2 separate regions of the Zea mays genome follow, and region 1 is linked to region 2. A link is a contact called in public Hi-C data. All regions are on one chromosome and are shown on one strand. The core of a region is the stretch at or near the end of the contact, and the rest is flanking DNA. Distances in the headings are between cores, read along the strand shown.

What was found. Hi-C and Micro-C count contacts between places; a contact is called where the count stands out from the background.
Region 1: a contact with region 2 is called in a Hi-C map of tassel, with 2.2 times the contacts expected there. The contact joins the promoter of LOC100283881 here to the promoter of LOC100286153 in region 2. A contact is called at or near these places in 3 of 25 Hi-C or Micro-C datasets (endosperm, leaf and tassel).

What each region holds. Positions count from the first base shown.
Region 1 is chr1:265,906,525-265,912,888 of Zm-B73-REFERENCE-NAM-5.0, reverse strand. LOC100283881 reads right to left here and starts at 1,786. Exons shown (of 4, transcript NM_001156779.2): 1 at 1,409-1,786. The coding sequence starts at 1,689.
Region 2 is chr1:265,743,189-265,749,691 of Zm-B73-REFERENCE-NAM-5.0, reverse strand. LOC100286153 reads left to right here and starts at 2,279. Exons shown (of 14, transcript NM_001159041.1): 1 at 2,279-2,401; 2 at 3,264-3,617; 3 at 3,704-3,791; 4 at 4,310-4,437; 5 at 4,519-4,710; 6 at 4,814-5,013; 7 at 5,094-5,257; 8 at 5,376-5,456; 9 at 5,545-5,711; 10 at 5,788-5,893; 11 at 6,055-6,305; 12 at 6,426-6,498. The coding sequence starts at 3,268.

The DNA.
Region 1 (6,364 bases), core at 537-3,036, 160 kb before region 2:
GACCTCAGCATATCCCAAATCTATTTAAGTACTAGAAGATCTGGTAACGAGACAATCACCAACATGCAACTTAAGGTCAATTGGATCTATTTGCAGTTAAGGGTCAAATATAGTCAATTCGTCTCCCAATGATGTATCTGTGCATGGTTACAGCACTTGAAAGCACCCTGAAGGTGAATAAGTGAATACAAAAAGATAAGAACTGCTAATCAATTAGAAATAACCAATAGGAAATGAAGATCCTAAGTGTATGTTTGCACAGTTGCTTGTTCCAATTCTTGTGAATTTAAGCTAACTTTACTAACACAAACCATGAAATTGAAGTGCATCAAAATATTTTTCGCTTACCGATGAACCTGTGAAAGAATCAATCTAAGAAAACATAATTTTCTATATGGCCATGCACACCTGTACTGCGGAGTCAAATTGCTAGTCCTAGACTCCTAGTTAATTCTAAGTGAAGCTTCAGTTTGCACTAGTAGCACTATCCTTAGGTGCAGAATACCTGACTTCATTTTGCAGACTTCTACTTCTTATTACTCAGTATTTAGAATGAGACCCAATAAAAGTTCTGACGAAAACAGACAACATGTTCTGGGAACATGGCTCTCCCTTGCTCTGGCTCTGCAACATGTTCTGGGAACATGGCTCGCCCTTGCTCTGGCTCCGCACTATAGTAACCGACAGAGCTTGAGCCAGAGGAGCCACAAAATGTGGCTTCACCGGCTCCCTGGCACCCCATTGTTTTGAGAATGAGGGAGAAGAACAGCTTCATGAACAGTGCAGCTACAATAGGGCGTCAGCCAGAGCCCAAATACTCACAAAGCAAACTCACTACAACTTTTTGGCTCATGGAAAAAGAAGCAAACATGCTGGGATGTCAATGAGAGTACATATATCTCATCAATACTAGTTAGTTCATAAGTCCACTGTCCAGCCCCTATTGACCATATGTGCAAAACCAAACCTTAGAGAATGAACATAATGGCAAAACTAACTAGTCAATGGTTAGTCAAGGAAAGCAGTAAACTTTACATGCTAAAAATGAATTCAGCATGTGAATCGTTTCATTGATTGATGCTTATCCATGTATGCCAAAAACTTATAAGCTACACGGAAGTCTAACGGCAGAAAACCGAGAAATAATCTACCAGTCACAGGCTGACAGAAGCAGATTCCCAGCACTACAGTAAATTCAGTTTGGTTACTCCTTGGCTCATTGTACTTGACACAAAATTCACGTCCTACCGACTGAACTGGCAAATATCACGGCAAAATTTGCGACTACGGTAAATCTAATGGTCTGCGGCGCAGGCGGTGTGAGATCTCTCATCTCTAACCTCACTACCAACTCAACCAATTGTAACCGAGCAGCTAAAAGGAATAAGGATCTAAAGAGGATCCTCACCTCTTCCAGAGGTCCCGTTGGCCTTTGGCGGGGATGGATCGCCAGAGTCGGTCCATCTGCGCGCACAGCCCCTGGATCTGCGCCACCTCTCGCCGCACCTCCTCAGCAACCGCGGGGTCCCCCGACGCACCACCGACGAGCGGCGCCGAGGAGTAGGAGGACGAAGTGGGTGCCGAGGCAAGGCGCTCGACGCGGCCCACGCCATCCCGCGCCGAGAGTAGCAGCCGCCGCGCGCTCTGGTACATCTCCGACAGCGTCGCACCGCCGCCTGAGTATTCCATCGCCGCGGCCCTCGGCGTTCGTCGGGATCGAAGAGGAGAGAAGGGAGTTCTTCCTTTCCTTTTTTACTCGTTGCCCCCTCTAATTGTTTTGTTTTTCTAAAATGAATTTCAATTTTGAAGGATAGGAAGATGTTGAGATGAGGCCGTGAGGGACCCCAGTCGTGGTATGACGTGGATGGTAACACGTGGCAGGTTATGATTGGGCATACGTTGGCGCTGCCTTCATCTCGAAGCCATGGGCTGGGCCCGTATTTTTTAAATTTAGTCATTTTTCGAAAGAAAAAAAACATATTTGACCCGAACAACTTAATATCATTTTTAGACCATTTTCTCAGCGCCATAAGTCATGAAGCCAAGAAGTAAATTTTAATTATCCAAATCATAGATTTGCTAAATAATTTAGAGCGTCTTCAAGAGACCAGCTAGATGTTTCATCAAGCTAAATTTTGAATACTCAATAATAAAATAACTTTCCAATACATCCAATTTGCCAAGCTATTCGTCTCCAAATTGCCCTCCTCTATCCAAATTTGGCTAACCACTCACAATAGCCAAACTAGCTTGCCAACTGTGGGATGATGTGTAAGACCCACACATTGGTGTATGGAGAAGAAGAGTTGAATGTAGCGGTTGGGATTTGAAGAATGGGAAATGAAAAGTCTATTGGAGCGAGATGCTACTTATAGAATGTAATTTTTATGAGGATGTAAATATAGAGTCAAAAATGGAGAGTTCCTTGGAGACACTATATCAAGAATATTGAGTTCTTTACTAGCTCTTTAAATTTAGCTTGTTATTTTATTTTGAATCTATCCACACCCAAAAAAATAAGTCACAAATGTCAATAGTCAACTTCATTACCTAAACAATACAACCGATTTTTTATTTAGGTAGTTGGTAAATTGTTGCCAAATGTAGAGAGAAGATGGAGTTAGATGAGAAATCGCTAAATTTAAACATTTTATTTAGAGAACTGTCGAAGAAAAGTTTTTTGGTTATTAACTACATAAATTATTGATTTATAGGGTTTTAGAGAACTACTAAGTTGCTCTTAGGTGCAGGTAAAGAGGGATGTTTTATAAATTTTCAAATTAAAACTTCACGTCAATTGATAGTAGTTAAAACCAGATTACCCTATTTAAAATACCAGGTAATCTTATGTTTTTTGAAACTACTATCGTTATATGATCCAGTTGATGAAATCTTAAAATTCTATAAAACAAACTAATTACATACAAGAACCGATGTCACCATGTTTTCTAGGGTTTTGCACATAATAGCAAGAAGCTTTATCTTTTTAACTTAACCTCTACTTGTGATATTGCAGAGTTGTGCTTATGAAACTCACAAAGTGCCTGCACATAATTTAGCACAATACGAATATATCAAGAGAAATACAAAATATATAATTCAAAACACAAAGGAGACAATCAAATTTAAAGAGTGTTTGGTTCCTCTGTCTAAAGTTTAGTCTGTGTCATATAAAATGTTTAAATGTTAATTACGAATATTAAATATATTTAGTTATAAAATTAATTACATAGACAAAGACTAAACCGCTACACAAATTTATTAAGTCTAGTTACTTCATTATTAGTAAATATTTATTGTAGTATCACATGGACGAATCATATACTAATTAAGCTTGATAAGTTTATCTTGACTTTTAGTTTTCATCTGTATAATTAATTTTATAATTAGACTATATTTAAATTTATAACTAGCATCCAAAAATCTAATATGACAGAGACTAAATTTAGTGGGAGTATCCAAACGCCGCCTTACTAAGGTCCCCACTTAAAGCATACATCTCTACTAACTATTAAGGGGGCAGTGTAGACTGCCCCCGCCGCCAACAGCCCGCACGCCAGCCGCGACCGCTCCACGAATCCCGCCGCGAATGCCGCCGCGCGACGCCACTACAGCACACTGCACACCCGCCAGCCATGCCGCACCGCACGCCCGCAACGGCCTCCTCCCTACGCATGCGGGAACCGCCCGCACAGCCCGCCGCGACCCCCACGCACGCGGCCGTCCCTACGCCTGCCGCAAAACCCCCGCCGCGACCGCTCCACGAATCCCGCGCGCGTATCCCGCCGTGCGACGCCGCTACAGCACACCCGCCAGCCACCACATCCCCAATAACTCTAGCGCCCCTGAACCTGATCGAGGTGTCGAAGGCCAGCAAGAGGAAGGCCGCCGCGACCGCCGAGAGTGGAGGCAAGGCCGTGGTGGAATTCTTGTTGTCTTCATCTGCGACCGTGGCCGCCAATAAGGTGGCGAACGACATCGCGGCGCTTAAGCTATCAGGCTGCACCTGCACCGGGGTCCTCACATCTCACCCCTTCTCCCACGATATCCACGTGAGCACCCATTTCCGATCGAACCCTCGTCTTCCTATTCTTTTTTGATTTGTGGTGTGAATCTTTTACACTCCTAAACCTACACCGGACGCGGAGGACTTAGCAGTCATCAGTTTATTTTTTTCCCATACTATGCCATGTAAGATTTAGGACATTTGGAGTCACTGCTTCCATCGACCTCCAGAGATCTCTTCTGCTCTGTTCCCCGGCAAACTGATCTCTGGTTTTGATATGTGCACTTACCTTTGATCTTTGAATTATATTATTATACCATCATGCCTTGCAAATGCATTCTAATCTACAGGAATTTTGCTAGCGCACTTCACTAGCTTACGACAAGTATTGATTTTCTTTTATATTTTCTCAGGGTACTTCAGATGCTGTAAGGCAGTACTTGTGGCTATTTGAGCAACATAATGTGATGGAAATTCTAATTATTGCTGGGTCAACATGTTCCTCCTCGCAGTGTCAGAGTGCGAGATTGTACTCAGCACGGTGAGGGATTTTGGTTTTGATCTCGTTGGACTTGAGTTTACTGGAAGCTGATGTAGTGCCTTCTACCTGAATTTTCTTGTATCACTTTGTCTATGAATTCTCACGATTTGCCCAACTTGAGAATCATATGGCCTCCTCAGGGATTCAGTGGGTTGTATGAGTAATCAAGAAAGTGGATTGGCAGGTGTAATCCTTTTATTTGTGTTCTATTGGATCACTTCTGTTCCTTCATATACATATTGAGAAAAGTAGCACTACTTGTTCACTCCCGCATAGATGGGAACCATTTGAAACAGCTCAGCAGTAGAACATACAACTTCAGGAGTTCAGAGCTTCCATTCAGTTGGAGAGAACATATTTGGTAAATGAGGTGTGCTCTACTCTCTTCTTTGGTACACTCCAATTAGTTTCATACATATCCAGAAGTCTAATTTCTTTTGGGAAATAGATTCAGCAGGTTGCTGAGATAATCCATGAGTTTAAACTATGTACTACCTAAAAAGTCACAATTAAGATTATTTTCAGCTTAGTGGTTATTAATGTAACCGTAAATACTAGGATTCATTAAAACATTAGAGCTTGAAATATAGAATTAGATTAATCTGTGATATCAGAAGAATCTTGTAGATCCTATTCAGAAATATGCGACAATCTTGAGAAAGTGTACCAGTGAAAATATGAAAATGCAGATAAAATTGCAACAAGAGGGATATCCATTGCCATGTCACATAGTCAGCGCTTTGGCTTTCTTGGTCCAAATGGCTTGGGAAAGACCACTCTTATTAACATGGTAAGTTCAAATATAGATCTGGACACAAAAATGTATCTATGTTATCTTTTAGCTTCACATATATCCATCATCTATATTGATTGTCATGTTATGAGCCTCTGTTCTTAATCCGTTAGATATGATCAGTGATTTGTACTTGGTAACAGTGAACTCTTCTTATTTTGGTCAAGAGGGAGATCCTGATACTTTGGCAAGAATTAAAGCAGACACAGAAGCCCCTGAAGCAAAATAAGAGGTGGTGCGTGATCCATGATGAATATTATAGATGATGATTATAGCAATTTATCTATCTGAAAATACTTAAACTTCTCCATTCACTGATCTTTGTTTCCCTTGCTAATAAATAATTGCCATTTTCTAATAAACATTCTATTTGCTTGTTTTGTAGCAAAATAAATCGTTCGAATCCAATTGCTGAAATGGTAAAACCATTAATTATAGGCAGCAAATAGTGTGTGTCTGTTGTGTTGTGGGCACACTGCATTATCCTTGGAGATGACACTTTGTTCCAACTTCTGGTGTAAAACTATTATATTTAGATTCTCTAGCGGCTTTAAAATCAGAGATTAGATGGAGGCTCTATGTATTTAAAGATGGTGAATCATTGAATGGTAGGTGAGGCGCACTCTTTGAAGGTAGACAAGGCGTTGTTCGAGGGAAAGTCGAACTATGTTATGTTTTCAGGTAACCTGTAGAAAGAAGTTCTCTGAATCTGTGCCATAAACTGTTTCCACTATGCCTAAACTTAAGTACATGTGAGTACATTTTGTCATTAACAAAAACTAGAGTTGCATTAAATTCTATGTTTTTGTTTGAGGTTAAATCGATTTTTCTATGTATATAGAAACCTCCCAAGATTATGCGGAATCAATCATTTGATCTGTGCTCCCCCATCGCCACCAGCGACGGTGCCACCCCTGTTGCGTCCATGGGTGCCAGGAAAGACGGTCAGCTAGGCAACCTCCTCAAGGCTCCGAAGCTTTTGGACACTTCCACCAAGTCCTGACAGCAATCGGTAACTTCTGCA
Region 2 (6,503 bases), core at 1,030-3,529:
ACTTTGTATAGATAGATCTGTTTCGTTTGATTGGTAAGTGTTGTTGCTCGCTGACACATGCGCGTCAGCCAGATACATTTGTTTTTGAGACCCATGGCATGTCAGGGAGGTCAACTTTTGTCTGATTAATAACATGATGGTAAGTGGTAAGAGCGTGGTACTGAGCACCAACTAATGCATTTAGCAGCAGCAGCAAACTTGAATAATGCGTGTATTCAGATTCTAAAACCAGCCCAGTCAAGATCCAAAGGTAAAATCAAACCGCATTGATCAGGTTTCAATCCAAAAACTATTAGCAGCCTTGACATTGTCATCGTCCTTGAAACGTCATGAACCCGTTGACCGTATGCTAATTCTGAATGATCTTAAGACTGAACTGGCGTCGCATGGTTCGTTTCCCAGGCACGAGTGCAGGACGAGTTTTGGAAGCTGGAGAAGCAAAGCAAACCTATTGGCTATTGCATTGTTTGTATTGGCAGCATGTCGACCACCAACCCCCGGAGGTAGGAGCACCTACCATGGCCCCCTCATTTTGTCGTCCCTGATGGCCAAGTAGGAGGCTACATGTCATGTATACTGTAGCAGCCGTAGCAGCTCTGATGATGATGGAGGTGGACCAGCTCCAAGATCCAAACCTATGATCGAACTACCTTTTTATTTCAACCTGGAAGACAAATGCGCATACACTCGCGCACTGTGTTTTGAGTGTGATGTAAGCCAGATTCAAGGAAGAATAGTGTTGCTGGATGGAGCTTGAGCTTTCATGGTTGGCGGGGGCTGGGAGATGCTTCTACTCCCCACTCCACTTGAGGTTCAGGAATCAGGAGTGGTTGGTTGGAATCGGAAAGTCGCGGGCCGCACATCCTTTTCTTTTTCTGAGCACCACTACGCCTCTTTATCCAATTAGAATACCACACATGCTTGGATGGAACTCGTGCTGTTCTGCACTGACATCGGCATCTGTCACCACTTTCGGCCCCTAGTAGAAGATGGATTTGGGATGTATAGGTTTTCAAAGCTACAAATATCGCTACAGTATTTCTCATTAGACAAATTTTTTTAAAAAATATTATTTTATAATATGATTATTTGGTTTTATGGATATTTTAAATATTTTTTTAATAAATTTGGTCGGCCATTAAAAAAAGGCTCGACTTACCAATTCTTTAGAGTATCTCCAAAAGACTAGCTAAATAGCTTGTCAAGCTAAATTTTAGCTATTTAATAGCTCTCCAACAGACTAGCTATTTAACTTGCTAAGCTATTCGGCTCTCTAAATTAACTCTCTCACTAGCTAAATTTGGCTAGCAACTCTCGCTAGCTAAGCTTACTTTATGTTAGAGAGTCTGTTGTAAAGAGATGTTATATATATATAGTTTAATATTTATAGAGAGACAAATAAAAAGTTAAATAGAGAACTAAAAATAAAGAGTCTCTTAAAGATACTCTTAGATACAGAGGGAGTACCTATCTTGAGCCTTCTTAATTATTCCCCTCTGTAAAATCAAAAAAGTTAAACATCCGTTTGTGTTCCATTAGTTGGCATTTGACTCCAAAAGATGTTTATTTTTCGTTACATGGCTCGTGGATGTGACAACTACTACTAGCACGGTTGTTCAGATTCACTGCTTGCCATTCCGAGCCGGATTTCCTAATTAAAACGAAGGTTGTTACCACCTCTTATTATAGAAAATTGATTGTTCCACGAGAAATTCTCCCAAGTTTTAACAGCGCAGAAAATCTAGATTGCATGATATTTTTAGAGTTTCTGATATCATAAGGCCGGTTTGTTTTCGCCTATAATCAATTTATTTATAATTGTTGTATCACGAGTTTTTTTTCTAATTCTTGAATTTCGATCGTGCCAGTTCAAAAAAATTATGAAGAAAAATTATCGAAACTGACATTTTTTCCAACTAATATATAGTCCATACTAACGTTATACTGTGATGATTTGGATGGTTAGGTAAATAAGTAGATTATATAGTGGTATAAATATAGACAAGAAGAGAAAAATCTAAGTGGATATTTAGTTTTAGGGATTAATTTTTAGTTCCTACATTTTATTCTATTTTAGTTTTAAAATTATTAAATATATAGTTTCTATATTTAATAATTTATAAAATAAAATAAAATAAAATGAAAAAACCAAACATTAGTCCTTAGAAACCAAACAAATCATGAGCACCGACGGATTTGGCAGCTGGGAAATGGGATCTCACCAGATCCCGTAAGCGCGCGCCACGCCGCCACCTAACGCAGACACTGCATCCTCTACCTCTACAAATGAAACCCCTCAGACAGTCAGACGTCCCGTGCTCGTCATCACCACCCACATCTCAGTTCACCCCGGCGTCGTCCTCTTCCCCCGGAGCTACTCTCCCGCTCCACGTTCCAAAGGGTAAGCGCGCCTTCCCCCCCTCCCCCCTTGCTGTATATGCCCCCTCCCACTCTCCCGCTCGCCCATTCCCTCGCTTCCGCTATCTCCCCGCGCCTCTCGGATCGCCTCGGCGCGCGGTGAGTCTGGCATGCTGCTGCCCCCCCGCCTGCCTGCTCGGTCTGTCTGGATTCGTAGCCATTGTTTCCTTCCCTGTAGGGGTTGCTTTGCTGCGCTACGCTGTGCGGAATTGGTGGTTTTGGTGGGGCTCGATATTTTTTGGTCGAGTCGTTGAGATCGCCGCTGGGTTACTGCGGGATTAGAGTCGATTGCCCCCCTTTTGTTTTTCGAGGAGATGTTTCGAGTCGTAATTATATGAAATCCATCATTGTGATTTGAGTTGGCTAGCATCTCAGGCCCCCAGATTTTTGTTAGCAGCGTAACGCGCTGTTAATTTTTAGATCGTTTCCGAAGGGCGGGCGGGCTCTGTTAGATCTACGGGAACATTTAAAATTTCTTCATGTATGTATGATCCGGAAGTTAGTTGGCAGATTCACTGAATGGACAGTGATAGTTTTATACTGATCAATTTGTTTTCTGTGGCTGTAGTTTAATATATCATTGCTTCCTGTAGAACTGTACAAGTGCGCATTTTATTTGCAGCTTTGTTGAGACAAATATTCAGCTAGCTTCTTGTTGATGTGAATCAAGCTGATTTTAACATTTTGCTGTTATATAGAAAGATGGTGTCCCATATTGTTGCATACGCTTGTATGGGCCCCTAGAGCTAGAGAGAGCTCTTTTAGCTTATTTGCAGTTTTTTTTTGGGACAAATATTCAGCTAGCTTCTCTGTCAACCTGATTTTAACATTTTTCTGTTATATAGAAAGATGGCGTCCCATATTGTTGGATACCCTCGCATGGGCCCCAAGAGAGAGCTCAAGTTTGCCTTGGAGTCTTTCTGGGATGGGAAGAGCAGCGCCGATGATTTAGAGAAAGTTGCCTCTGACCTCAGGTCTAGCATCTGGAAGCAAATGTCAGAAGCTGGGATCAAGTACATTCCCAGCAACACCTTCTCGTACTATGACCAGGTCCTTGATACCACGGCCATGCTTGGTGCTGTCCCAGAGCGCTACTCTTGGACTGGAGGCGAGATTGGCTTGAGCACCTATTTCTCAATGGCCAGGGGAAATGCCACTGTCCCTGCTATGGAGATGACCAAGTGGTTTGATACAAACTAGTAAGTCAACTTCTGTCTCTTGAATGTTTACTTGGTTTTTTTGTGGTATTGGTCTAACATTTTTTTTATTACCTTGCTCCTCGCAGCCACTTTATTGTCCCTGAACTTGGCCCAAGCACCAAGTTCACATACGCTTCTCACAAGGCTGTTTCTGAGTACAAGGAGGCAAAAGCGGTATGTTGCTGTAACAACAGATACTGTCAGCTGTTTGTAATTTAGTTCATTTACCCTTCTCATCATTGTTTGCTTGCATGGCTGCACGGTTTAGTAACAGGGAAAAATGCAGCAACCAATATTTATGTCTCCCAGCTTAGAACCCACTTCTTTTTGGTAAAAGCACTTCAGCTGTACTGAACCTATGGCTTATTTAAATCCTTGACTGGTTTGATGCCTTCAATACATTCCATAACATTGAAGTAAATTATAAGTTAACCCACTGCTTTGCTAGCCTTATTTGAAGTCAAAGATGGACAAGCTTGGAACACACTGACTTTTCCATCTTGACAGTAATGTACTAATGCATAACTGTCACAAAACTATTTTCTCATTCAACTTTGCATAGCAATATGATAGGATTCCCTGCAGTGCTCTTTTTCTTAATGTCGGTAGTTTTCACCCTGTAAAGGAAGGGGCATGCTATTTTCAATTATGAAAAATAATGCCTGCAAACTTTGTTTTTGCCCCTCATGCAGCTCGGTATTGATACTGTCCCAGTGCTTGTTGGACCAGTGTCATACTTGCTCCTCTCTAAGCCTGCCAAGGGTGTGGAGAAATCTTTCTCTCTTCTTTCGCTTCTTGGCAGCATTCTTCCCATCTACAAGTAAGCATCCACACAAAGCAGCCAACATTTTTTCCAGCATGATTCTCGTTAATTGATAATGTGATATTTTATGAAATGAAGGGAGGTTGTTTCTGAACTGAAGGCAGCTGGTGCTTCATGGATTCAGTTTGATGAGCCTACCCTTGTTAAAGACCTTGATGTTCACGAATTGGCAGCATTCTCTTCAGCATATGCTGAACTAGAGTCGGCATTCTCTGGATTGAATGTGCTTATCGAGACATACTTTGCTGACATTCCTGCTGAGTCCTACAAGTATGTTTTTTTTTAGTTTTAACATAGTCTTCGCCACGGTCTTCCTCTCAGAGTAATATAGTTGAGAAAGAAAACTGAAAACTTATTTCTTTTGCAAACGCAGGACCCTCACGTCATTGAGTGGTGTGACTGCTTACGGTTTTGATCTTATCCGTGGAGCCAAGACCCTTGATCTTATCAGGAGCAGCTTCCCCTCTGGGAAGTACCTCTTCGCTGGTGTTGTGGATGGACGCAACATTTGGGCTGATGATCTTGCTGCATCTCTTAGCACTCTTCAGTCTCTTGAGGCCGTTGCTGGCAAGGGTAAGCATTAAAGGATATACTGTTGTTTATTTGTTCCCTTTGTCTGTACGTTGTTCAGTAACCAAATACATGATGTTCAGACAAACTTGTGGTGTCAACCTCCTGCTCACTGATGCACACCGCTGTTGATCTTGTCAATGAAACTAAGCTGGATGATGAGATTAAGTCATGGCTTGCATTTGCTGCCCAAAAGGTTGTCGAGGTTAATGCCCTTGCGAAAGCTTTGGCAGGCCAAAAGGATGAGGTATGGCACTGTTCTGTACTCTTCATTCTTCTGAACCCCTTAACTTGAGTTGAGTGATTACTCCCATTCCGCACCTAAATAACTTACCATTTGTAATATTGGACATGTTCGCCAACAGGCTTACTTTGCAGCCAATGCTGCTGCTCAGGCCTCAAGGAGATCATCACCTAGAGTGACAAACGAGGAGGTCCAAAAGGCTGTAAGTAACATTGATCTTTATCGAATAAATGCTTGTTTTTTTTATGTTAGTACAAACCAATTCTAAACCAGAAATGCATTTCATACAGGCAGCTGCTTTGAAGGGTTCTGACCACCGCCGTGCTACCACTGTTGCTGCTAGATTGGATGCTCAGCAGAAAAAGCTCAACCTTCCTGTCCTTCCCACAACCACAATTGGTTCATTCCCTCAGACTGTGGAACTCAGGAGGGTCCGTCGTGAGTACAAGGCAAAGAAGTAAGTGTCTGTGGAGATATTATAACTGTTATATCTTTATCGTATTCTTTATTTTAATGAAAATATATCGTTGCAGGATCTCCGAGGAGGAATACATCAGTGCCATCAAGGAAGAAATCAGCAAGGTTGTCAAGATCCAAGAGGAGCTTGACATTGATGTGCTTGTGCATGGAGAGCCAGAGGTGAGCATTTTAGTGTCATGGTTTGTTTATTGTAGACTAACTGCATTAGCTTTTTTTTTTCTATGGATCACTTAAATTAGCAAGATCTTTTAGGATATTGATAATATTGTTTGCTGAAGATGAAACATTTACTTATTTATGTCAATGCCTATGTTTTACAGAGAAATGACATGGTTGAGTACTTCGGTGAGCAATTATCTGGTTTTGCATTCACTGCCAACGGATGGGTGCAATCTTATGGATCACGTTGTGTGAAGCCACCCATTATCTATGGCGATGTCAGCCGGCCGAACCCCATGACTGTTTTCTGGTCCAAGACGGCACAGAGCATGACCGCTCGTCCCATGAAGGGAATGTTGACTGGTCCAGTCACAATCCTCAACTGGTCATTTGTCAGGAACGATCAGCCTAGGTTTGTTACATGTTCCAAAATATGCCTAAAAACAGTTTGGAACACTGTTTTGCGCTTCTCGTCCATCTGTAACTGATCCCACAAAAAGAACGTGATAGATTATGCTTTGTTGGTGTACAGGTTTGAGACATGCTACCAAATAGCTCTTGCAATAAAAAAGGAGGTTGAGGATCTTGAGGCTGCTGGTATTCAGGTTTG